2 separate regions of the Oryctolagus cuniculus genome follow, and region 1 is linked to region 2. The links are chromatin contacts, called in public Hi-C maps. All regions are on one chromosome and are shown on one strand. The core of a region is the stretch at or near the end of the contact, and the rest is flanking DNA. Distances in the headings are between cores, read along the strand shown.

Region 1 (5,015 bases), core at 1,326-3,825, 150 kb after region 2:
CACTTAGCAGGCACGTTTGTGGTCCCCGGTCTGTCTGTCTGCCTCCTCCATCAGATTATGAGGTCTCCAATGGTGGGGGTGGGCTGCTCCTATTTTTCTGCTAGCATGGTGTCCTGAGCTGGCTGGGAACTGAAGGTACCTGTGTGTGGACACAGCCGCCCTCTGGCATGCACGTGGAGCAATGTGAGTGACCGGGAATGTGGGGGTCGGGGGTCACAGTGCACATGGATGCCTGTGTGTAAGGTAGGCAGGAGGAAGTACTGAGCATGTGCCTCCAAGGCTTGGGGAGTGGGGATCAGAGGGCCGAGGTCAAGGTGTTTGCTCAACTGAGGGCAGCCTGTGCAGCGTCTCTGGGCTTCCCCGGCACTTGCAGGGAGGGTGGCAGCCTGGGGCAGGCAGTAGGGACACAGAATTCCCAGCCATGTGAGAGGAGGCGTCGCTAGCCAGGGGACCAAGCAGGCCAGGTAAAGTGGACGTCGTCCCTGGGAAGTTGCAAGCTACTTGTGGCACAGATCACCAGCCCTGAGTTCGGGTGCCCGGGTCCTAGCTCCTGGGCCGCACCCCACTTCCTTGTCAATCCCTCTTACCCCTGGCTCCTCAGCTCCCCGCACAGCTGGGGCCTGGCTGGACCATGTCGTTCTGGAACCAGAGCCGTGGGCTCTCGCCTCTCTTGGACTGGCAACAGTTGAGGGCTGCCAGCCTTTGACTTTGCTAACAATGTTTTTTAAAAAAAGCGTTTGCCCGTCCTCTCACAAAAGCAAGGGCAGTTCAATGCCGAGACAGCCGGAAGCATGCAACACTGGAGAAACGGCCAGTCCTTCGCAGAAAGGACAGCTGGCGCTGTCCCAGGCACTCCACACAGAAGCCACACTGATGCAGCTCACGGCAGAGACCAGTTTGGTTTGTGCACCGGCACCTGGGGACCCCTCAGCTGTATAGTCTCACTGTGCCCTGTGTCTAACAAGCCCGCTTCTCCCAGAGAGGAGAGGAACAGCCGATGGTGTCACCAACAGGTCAGCACCTGGGACAGGTACCCATGAATTGGAGCAAGAGGAGGGAAAGCCTCTGTGGTGTCGGTGTGCAGGGAACGCATGCTTGCGCAGGAAAGAAGGGTCTACGAGGAACGCTCTCCCTTCCCACTGCTGCCCCTGCTGCTTCTGGGGACCTGGAGCTGGTGGAGTGTGGGGTGGCAGCTGCCCAGGCAGCAGGCGCTGGGCATTCCTGTTCCGAGCTCCACTCGTGTACTCAGCCCCATCTGGAGGGTGCAGGAGGCCCTGGCGTCTGTGTGGCTCAGCTGAGAGGAGGGAGCCATCCTCCCATCCAGTCCCAAGGGCCTGTCAGTCTGCAGCTTCCCAGAGCCCCGGGTGCCTAACCTGTGGGCCTCTGGGTGCCCTGAGCCCCGGGAGCAGGGCCAAGGGAGGGGAAGTTGAATGCCGGGGTGGCCTTGGGGGTGGGTGGTGCCCAGCATCTCTCAGCCTCACAGCCCTGTCGCCCTGCCTCTTCCTTCCTGAGTTCGCACATCAGAGAAGGTGGATCGATGGTGGGGAGAGGGCTGGGACCTGCATGGCCAGGTGCTAATCCCAACCCTCTGCGATCAGCTGGACTCTGGCTTCCAGGCTGGGCAAAGGCCCTGGGGCCCAGAGGGGCGAGGGGCTTCAGACAGCTGCCCTTGTCTCCTGGAGAAGTTCATTCCCAACCAGGCCAGCCAAGCAGTGACCAAACACCCCTGCCGCCCCCCCCCCACCTTCCTGCCCAGAGCTCACCTGGCTGGGCCTGGGACCCAGCACTGCCTGGGAGCCTTCCTGTTGCCCTCTCTGTCTGCCTCTTCCCCAACTGGGCACCTCCTTCCTCCGCCCCGGGCGTCTCACCCTTCACCACCCTTCATCCACCCAGCACCCAACACTGCGCAGCCTCGTCCCACGTCCCTATTTCATAAGATCTCTGCAAGCACCCCGCGCGCCATGCAGGGCAGATAAAAATAATCCCCATTCCACAGCCAACGAGAACGAGACGGCCAGAAAAATTAGGGGGAGTCTCCAAATTCCTATGGCAAATAAGTGGTTCTGTCGAGCGCACCCCCTGCACCCCCAACCATTTCCCCCACACCAGGAACGCCCTCCCCCTCTTCTGCCCTTTGACAAAGTGGGGAGGAGGGCGAGTGACACGAGACGAAGGGGAGGAGAGGGCAGGGCCACGTGTCTTCTCTCCCAGGCCCTGAACCCTGCTGCTGGCTCCACAGGTCACTTTCATAACCCAGAACAAAAATCTCACCAGATACGGCCTCAGACCGCCCGGCTCCAGCCGCCCTCGCGGCCGCGAACAGACGCACAGAGAACGCGCTGTTATCTCTGCCCTCCAGCCCGCTTCCTCCACTTCTCAAACAGCAGATTTCTTCCAGCCAGCCTGCCTCCCCTGGCCACCACCCACAGTCACCGGCCCCTGGGGCCCAGCCAAGGCCCCCGCGCCCTCTCTGGCCCAGACTGTGACGCCGAGTCCCTGCTAATCAGACGGTCGCCTCTGCCCTCCCAGCCACCGCCCCCAGAGTTCCCTGGAAATGTCCCTTGGGCAGGCCGGCCCCCGCTGCGGCGTGCGGCTTTGTCTGCACACACAGCTGACTTGTGTCTGCGGGGACAGGGGCTGGCGCTGGGAGGGGGGAACAGATGGGGAAAACACAAAGTCCAGAGAACAAACTTTTGCAAGCGAGCCCTTCGGGGTCATCTGTGAGTCTGACGACCCGAGGGGCCAAGCCAGCGGCTCTGCGGAGGCGGTGGGGGGTGGGGCGGCGGGGGCGTCACCCTCTGTGACTCCACAGCCAGCATCTATTATGGGCCGGCTGGCTTTTTGTGATCTCAGAAGAAGAAAAGCTGTGCCAGCGGGTCAGGGAGGGGGTGCCCCGAGCTGGGGACAGGGGGAAGGGACAGACGGGGCTTTGGTGCCTCTGTGTGCTACCCCTCCTCAGCCCTGCCCCCGCACTCTGCCTTCTGCGTATACAGACAGTGCTCAATAGGTGCTTGTTAGGCTGAACTAGCTTCTGGCCATCTTGCCCCCATGGGCTCTCATTGCAATCACCTCCCAACTGCCCCCTCTGTTCAGGCTGGCGGCAGAGGACACCTGGGTGGGGGCGGGGCTGCAGGTGCCTGCCACGCAGCCGCGTATTTCTAAGCGCCCCCCAAGCAAAGCCTCCCCTTAATAACATGGCAGAGGAGCCCCGGTGTCCACGGCTCCTGCCACGTTCACAGGGCGATGATGTGCACAACCCAGAGTGGCAGGGCCCCCCTCTCGGCCTTGCCAGGTTTGAGTTCTGGGCTACCTAACCCAACCTGGGCTACCTAAGAACGACAGCTGTGTTGTACAGGGGTGGGGGAGGCAAAAAAATAAAAGGCATTAGCGAAGGCAGAAAAGAAAGCTTTCTTCAAGGTGGCTCTCCCCCCAGGTGACACTCTGGGCTGGGTGCCGGGAAAACTTAGACGGGTTCCTTTGGGACTGAGCAACCCTGGCAGCCTCAGCCCGCACCCCAGGTCCTCACTTCTGAATAATTTAGAGCATTAGGTACGAGACAGCACATGGCTCTCTCTCTCTCTCTGCAGACTTGATGGGCAGTGAGGAAGGGACCACTGGCTCCCTGTGGCTTAGCCAGCCAAAGGCAGGTGCGGTCTCACCTGTTGCCTGAGGACTTCTGTGCTGGGAGACTCCACCTGCCCTCGGAGTGCCCACAGAGGGGCACCCATGGACCCACCGCACCCCGAGCTGTATCCTCTAGCCCTGGGGTGGTTACATGGGAGCTAACCAGGCCCATCTGAGTTTCCTTCCCTTTGCATTCCCAATCACAGGGGGAGGGGTTGGAAAGCTGGCATGTGGGAGGGAAGGAAGGACATGGAGGAGGAGGTGGGGCAGCCGGGGGATGAGGAGCCATCCTGCTGCTGTCTGTGGCTCTGGGAAGAGGTCCCCGCCTCCTGGCCAGACAGCAGACCCGAGGCCCCACTGCGTGCCGGTCTGGAAGCTGTCTCTGCAGTCTCTGGGTTGCAGGATGGCGGCGGGGCGGGGGTGTGCACGCAAGCACTGTTTAGTCTGTGGGCTGAGCCTGTGCAGCAGCCTCGGAGCCAGCTTCTTATCTCCTCCCTGCCACCTGTCGTCTGCATGGACCTGGCCCTGCCTGCCCCTCCCACCCCAGATGCACCGCTGACCACAATGGCGCACGAGTGGCTGCATTCTAAGGAGGCAGGGCATGGGGCACTCCTTCCGCTTCTGTCCCCGAGCCGCTGGGTGACGTCATGTGCATTTCTGAAAATCTCTGGGACAGCCAGCAGTGACTTAGGGGCCACAGTGACTGCATACAGCTGGTGTCTACTAAGCGCCTGCAGAGTGCCTGCGTGGCTGCTGCCAAGGAGGGCCAGACCCTGACGGGAGCCCCAGACAGGCACGACCCTGATCTGTACTGTTTTCATGCTAACACCGCATCCATCTGCACAAGGCAGGCTAACGTTATCTCTTAGCCTCATTCTCCAGGTAAGGAATTGAGGCCCAGAGAGGCAACACCACTTGCCATTGGCCACACAGCCAGGAAGTGCCAGTGCTAGGACTCGCCCCGGGCTGACCAGACCCCATGCTGTCAGTCCTGCTCGCGCTGGTCCTGGGCACCATCACTGGGCCAGTCTCTTGGACTGCACAGGAAGCTTTAGGGTACAGGGAGCATCGTTCATGTCAGACGCTGGCCTCCTGGCCACACATAGCACTCCTGCCCTGGCTGCTGGCACTTCAGTGCAGAGCACCTCAGCTCCATCCCAGGCCTGCCCGGGACTCTCACTCCGGCACCGGCCCACTGTGAATGACACGACACAGCTTCCTGGTTCCGGGGAGAAATTAGCCAGCATGACTGTCCCTTCTCCCAGTCTGCCCAGAGCCTCACCAGCCATCCCAGGCCTCTGTCTGCCCCACACCCTCTCCCGTGGTTCTGAGCACTGTGGCCAGCCGAGAGTCCACCCACAGCAGCCACTTTTCCTGGCTACAGGGAATGC
Region 2 (5,303 bases), core at 2,117-4,616:
CCAGTCCAAACATCCCCTTAAGCCCTAAGTGTGTGCTTTTTAAAGATTTATTTATTTACTTGAAAGACAGTTACAGTGAGAGAGGGAGACACACACACACATCTTCCATCTAGTGGTTCACTCCCCAAATGGCAACAGGGGTGTGGGGGCGGGGTGCTGGGCCATGAAGAAGCTGGGAGCCAGGATCTCCATCCAGGTCTTCCTCGTGGGTGCAGGGACCCAAGCACTTGGGCCATCTAAGGTGCTTTCCCAGGTGCATTAGCAGGGAGCTGAATGGGAAGTGAAACAGCCAGGACTCTAAGGGGTGCTCCTATGGGATGCTGAGGGACTCGCCCAGGCTTAACCCCTCTGTCCCACAAGTGTTGATTGCTAAATGATGAGCCGTTTTTGCGCATTAGAAACTTTTTGGAAGGCTGGAGGGGAGCGGGGTTGAGCTACAAAGGTGTCTAAACTCATCTCGGGCTTTTCCTTTTAAGAAAATACAATGTAGCTGGGGAGATGAAAATAGTACACGTCAATCACCTTCTCTAAAGATACTTAAAAATCCCCAAGGAGTTTCAGGGCTGTGCTGATGTCACGGCAATGATTAAAAAAAAAAAATTCTATTTCAGTGAATAAGAGGCGAGGCTAGATCGCCGTGCCAACTAGCGGCCTCCTCGAAGCCTGCGCACGTCCTCTGCCCCATCACCCCGCCGGGGCCCTGCGGCCACCAGCCAGCAGGGGGTCTGTCTCTGGGGAGCCCGGGGTGCAGGGGAGCTCGGACCCGGAGCGCTTGAGAGCTGCGCGGCCGAGAGGCGCGCAGGGACAGGCTCCGCGCGCAAGCGAACGCTCCAGGCGGGTCTGCTCGCAGGGGACCTCCCCGGGCCGGGGGCGCGGGCGGCTGTCCGAAGCCTTCCGGGCCGGGAGGAAACCTGCGGGCGGCCCGCGGGCGAGCCCCCGCCCCCGCCCCCCGCCGGGATGCCGCCCCTCGCGGCCCGTCAGCCAGCCAAACGCATTCCACAGCCGTGCACAAGACACGCTTCTCCAGGCGGTCCTGGAAACCGGAGCCCGGAGCGGGAGCGGGCCGCCGCTGAGGTCACGCTCGCGCCGCCTCCCGCCCCCGGCGGCCCGGCTGTTCCCTGCAGCGCGCACTTCCCAGGCCCCGCTCCAGCCCGGTGTGAATGTCTTTCGAACAGGCGGCGCTCTACACCCCTCTCCCTCCGGCGCGGCCAGGGCTCGGCCGCCAGCGCCTTTCAAACAAAACGAATGAATGGAGCGCGCGGGCGAGCGCGCGCGGGACGGCCCCGGCGCAGCTCGGCTCGGTCCAGGTCGGGCCAGCGACCGGCTCGTCCCGCCCGGCGTCTCGGCTCGTCCACACAGCCTCCCCCGCGCCAGCCGGGTCTCGGTCGGATCTGGGCGCCCCGCTGGCCCCTGCCTCTCCACCCCCCCAGCCCCCCCACATTGGTCCCCCTGCTGCAGACCCAGGAGGGGGTGGCGGTGGCGGGCGGGGGGGAGAAATAGCTTTTAGAAACCCGATCTGTTGTTTGCGAAACACAATCGCTTTTTTTTTTTTTTAAAGCGACAGGGTGTCTAGACGGCCACGTGACGAGGCCGGAGCCGGGCGCGCCACTGCGCAGTGGAACCAGCCGAGCCGAGGGCCGGGCGGGGGGGCGGGGAGGAGGAGGCGGCGGCGGCCGGGGCGGGGGAGGGAAGGGGGGAGAAGGGGGAGGGAAGGGGGCGGGGGCCGGAGGCCTTGCGGGAGGCGGCGAGCCCCGGGCACACTCGCTTGCAGCTCGGCGCACGGAGGATCCTGTCCCCGAGCCGCGCCAGCCGAGCCAGCCGGGCGCCGTGCTCGGTCCGGGAGCCGCGCCGGAGAGAGCTGCCTGAGACGGAGCCAGCCCGCCGGCGCCGAGCCGCCGAGCGCCCGGCCCCGGAGCCCCTGAGCGCGCCGCGGAGAGCCCCCGGAGGCGGCAGCAGGACCCGAGCGCCGAGAGAGGGCGGACGGGGGACAAGGAGGCAGCCGGCTGCGACGAGAGGAGTCTCAGAGGAGGCGGCGAGAGGACACCGGGGCCTCCCGCCGCCGAAGCCGGCTCGGGGCGAGCAGCCCATGCGGGGAGCCCCGGCGGCCAGCCACGGCCAGGGGAGGGGGCGCCAGCGGCCCCCGCGCTAGCCGGCAGCTTGTGCCCGGGGGGGCAGGAGCGTGCGACCCACCGGGGGCCCGCGGTGGCCGCCGTGCCGCGTTCCCCCGCGCTGTCAGCCCCGCTGGGCGCAGTCGCCGCCGCCGCCGCAGCCGCAGCGGCAGCATCTTCTGCCCCTGCGCCCCCGCCAGCCCCGAGGAAGTCCCCGCCGAGAACCTGGGCCCCCGGGACCGCAGGAGGAAAGACCAGAGACTCCCCTGGGACACCCGGATGCGCAGGATTGAAGCAGCCTAGCCCGACCTTTCTGTGGATTAAAAAAAAAAAAATTACACGATCTTTCGGGGGGAGGCAGAAGAAACGGAGAGGAAGACCAACGAGGCTCTGCGAGGAACGGAGCGGGCATGTAGCTCGTGGATGCGCCTCTGCACCCCGCAAGCGTCTTGTTCCACTTTGTAAACATTTTCTCCTCCCAAGCCCCGGCTGCGGGCGGACGAGCTGGTGGTTTTCATCTGGGGCTTTTGCATATTTGCTTCTGAGGTTCGGCGAGAACCTCCACGTTTCGCCAGACGGCTCATGCGGGGTGAAGTCCGCTCGGCCCCCTCCCCCGAGCCTTCGTGCGCACGGAATTCGAGGAGATCCGGTTACTAAGGATATAGAGGAAAAAAATAAATCGCGTGCCTGCTTTTTTTTTTTTTTTTTTTTATAATTGCCTGCTTCTCCCCACCCCCAAATTAAGTTGCTTAGCAAGGGGGAACGAGGCTCTTTGCTCGCTCGGGCAGCCTCGCCGGGCGCCTTTCGGTTTCTGCCCCCGCGGATCTTCCATGTAGGAAGCCGAGGCTGGCGAGCCCGACACTCGGGAGCCGCCGCGGGGGGGCCGCTCGCTGGGGAGGCGCCGACGGGGGCAGGCTCGGCCGCCCCCAGGGAAGCGGCGGCCGCGTTCCTCCGGGGCGCGCCGGGGCCCGAGAGCCGCGCAGGGCGCGGGCCGCGCGGGGTGGGGCAGCCGGAGCGCAGGCCCCCGAGCCCCGGCGGGCGCCCCCGGGCCCCCGCGCGCGCCCCGGCCTCCGGGAGACTGGCGCATGCCACGGAGCGCCCCTCGGGCCGCCGCCGCTCCTGCCTGGGCCCCTGCTGCTGCTGCTGCTGTCGCCTGCGCCTGCTGCCTCAACTCGGCGCCCGAGTTCTTCATGGTGTGCGGAGGTCATGTTCGCTCCTTAGCCGGCAAACGACTTTTCTCCTCGCCTCCTCGCCCCGCATGTTCAGGACCAAACGATCTGCGCTCGTCCGGCGTCTCTGGAGGAGCCGTGCGCCCGGCGGCGAGGACGGGGAGGAGGGTGCGGGCGGAGGCGAGCTGCGGGGAGAAGGGGCGACGGACGGCCGGGCGCATGGGGCCGGTGGCGGCGGCGCGGGCAGGGCTGGCTGCTGCCTGGGCAAGGCGGTCCGAGGTGCCAAAGGTCACCACCACCCCCACCCGCCGGCCGCGGGCGTCGGCGCGGCCGGGGGCGCCGAGGCGGATCTGAAGGCGCTCACGCACTCGGTGCTCAAGAAACTGAAGGAGCGGCAGCTGGAGCTGCTGCTCCAGGCCGTGGAGTCCCGGGGCGGGACGCGCACCGCGTGCCTCCTGCTGCCCGGCCGCCTGGACTGCAGGCCGGGCCCGGGGGCGCCCGCCAGCGCGCAGCCCGCGCAGCCGCCCTCGTCCTACTCGCTGCCCCTTCTGCTGTGCAAAGTGTTCAGGTGGCCGGATCTCAGGCATTCCTCGGAAGTCAAGAGGCTGTGTTGCTGTGAATCTTACGGGAAGATCAACCCCGAACTGGTGTGCTGCAACCCCCATCACCTTAGCCGACTCTGCGAACTAGGTGAGGAGTTGCTCCCGCCCCGCGACCGGCGCGCGGCGCCGCGAGTCACCTCCCGGGCGGAGAGAGACACGGGGGGCCGGGGCGGGCTCCGAGGGCTTTCCCTGGGGGTTCCCTCCCAGGTCTGTCCGGCGCCCCCAGGGGCCCTGTGGCCGCAGCTCCACCACACACTGTACTGATGGGCGGTTAAAAAGACGTCCTCACTTCCGCATCGGCACCCGGGTGCGGAGACAAGTGGGGCTCACGCCTCCCCCGCACCCGGAAAGGCGCTGAGGTGTGTGGCCGAGTTGGATCCGGGCCAAGCCCGCCAAGGAAGGCTGGGAGAAGCGAGAGGGAGGGCCGAGCTGCTTTTGGCGGCCGCGGAGACACTGGGCACGGGCGGCCCAGATGTTGCCCTGGCTCGGGTTAGCAGGGGAGGCCCGGCTGGGATGGCGCCCTGGGCTGCGCCGTTCTAGAGGCCTGAAGTCGAGTGTCCCCCGCCTTCTCCTTTCTCTGGCACCAAACGGGCGCAGAACTGGGTCTGGAATGCTCTATCCCAGCGCATTGGTGACGTTGCTGCCCGTCCCGGAGCTGGGGCCTGGGCTCCCCCGACAGAGCTCCCGAGCCCCTTCCCTTTGGCCTTCCCACTTGCCTGCGTTCTCCCCCCACCCCACCTTTTCTTTCAAAGGTTAAGGTGCCTGGGACGAGGTGCCCCCCAAGCTCACCAGCACGCTTGGGGCGCGTCTTCCCCCTGGGCTGGGAATGGGGAGTCCCGTGCCTCCCTCGCAGGGGCTGGGGCGGGAGGTGGGATGGGGGTCTAGGGTTCGGGGCCGGGCTGTCCCCCCTCCACCCGGGGAGCCGCGAGGCGCGCGGCCCCGGCCGAGCCGCGGCCGAGCTGGTGGTTTCCAGCCCGGCTGGGCGAGCGCGGCGGCGGCGGCCGCCGCAGACGTGGAGGAGCGGAGCGCCGAGGCTGGCGCCAGGCGGCCTCTTTTGTTTATCTGACAGCTAAATATCAAGGCAATCACCGCCCCGCAGCCCTGCCTCCAACCCCCACAGCTAAGACAAACAGTGGGGCCGAAAGAATGCCTCTGTTATCATAAGTTTCTATCTCTCTTTCTCATGGCCCGGCCTTTATTTCCTCTTTTTAATTCCAGAGTCTCCCCCTCCTCCTTACTCCAGATACCCGATGGATTTTCTCAAACCAACTGGTGAGTAGATGGCTTGGAAAAAATGCTTTTCCTATTCTGCTAGAAGCGGGGTGTTTTGTGTCCAGACAGCAGCCTTGGGGAGGTGCTGGCCTCGCCCCAAGTGGCACCTGGGTTTCCTGTGCTGGAAGTTTGGTGACTTTGTGTTAGTGTGG

Evidence for each region. A called contact is a pair of places that touch in the nucleus more often than the background predicts.
Region 1: a Hi-C map of psoas muscle shows a contact between it and region 2, with 2.6 times the contacts expected there. The contact joins the enhancer-like site here to the promoter of SMAD7 in region 2. A contact is called at or near these places in 2 of 6 Hi-C or Micro-C datasets (psoas muscle and an unstated tissue).

The regions. Positions count from the first base shown.
Region 1 is chr10:29,065,131-29,070,145 of mOryCun1.1, forward strand. All of the region lies in intron 9 of CTIF (cap binding complex dependent translation initiation factor), which reads right to left. Among named protein-coding and RNA genes, the nearest start is that of SMAD7, 150 kb to the left of the region's middle. Within about 2 kb of position 2,576, at least 5 of the 8 cell types and tissues checked have an H3K27ac peak or open chromatin away from gene starts, as enhancers often do.
Region 2 is chr10:28,914,501-28,919,803 of mOryCun1.1, forward strand. SMAD7 (SMAD family member 7) reads left to right here and starts at 3,367. Exons shown (of 4, transcript XM_051851236.2): 1 at 3,367-3,967; 2 at 5,098-5,151. The coding sequence starts at 3,367.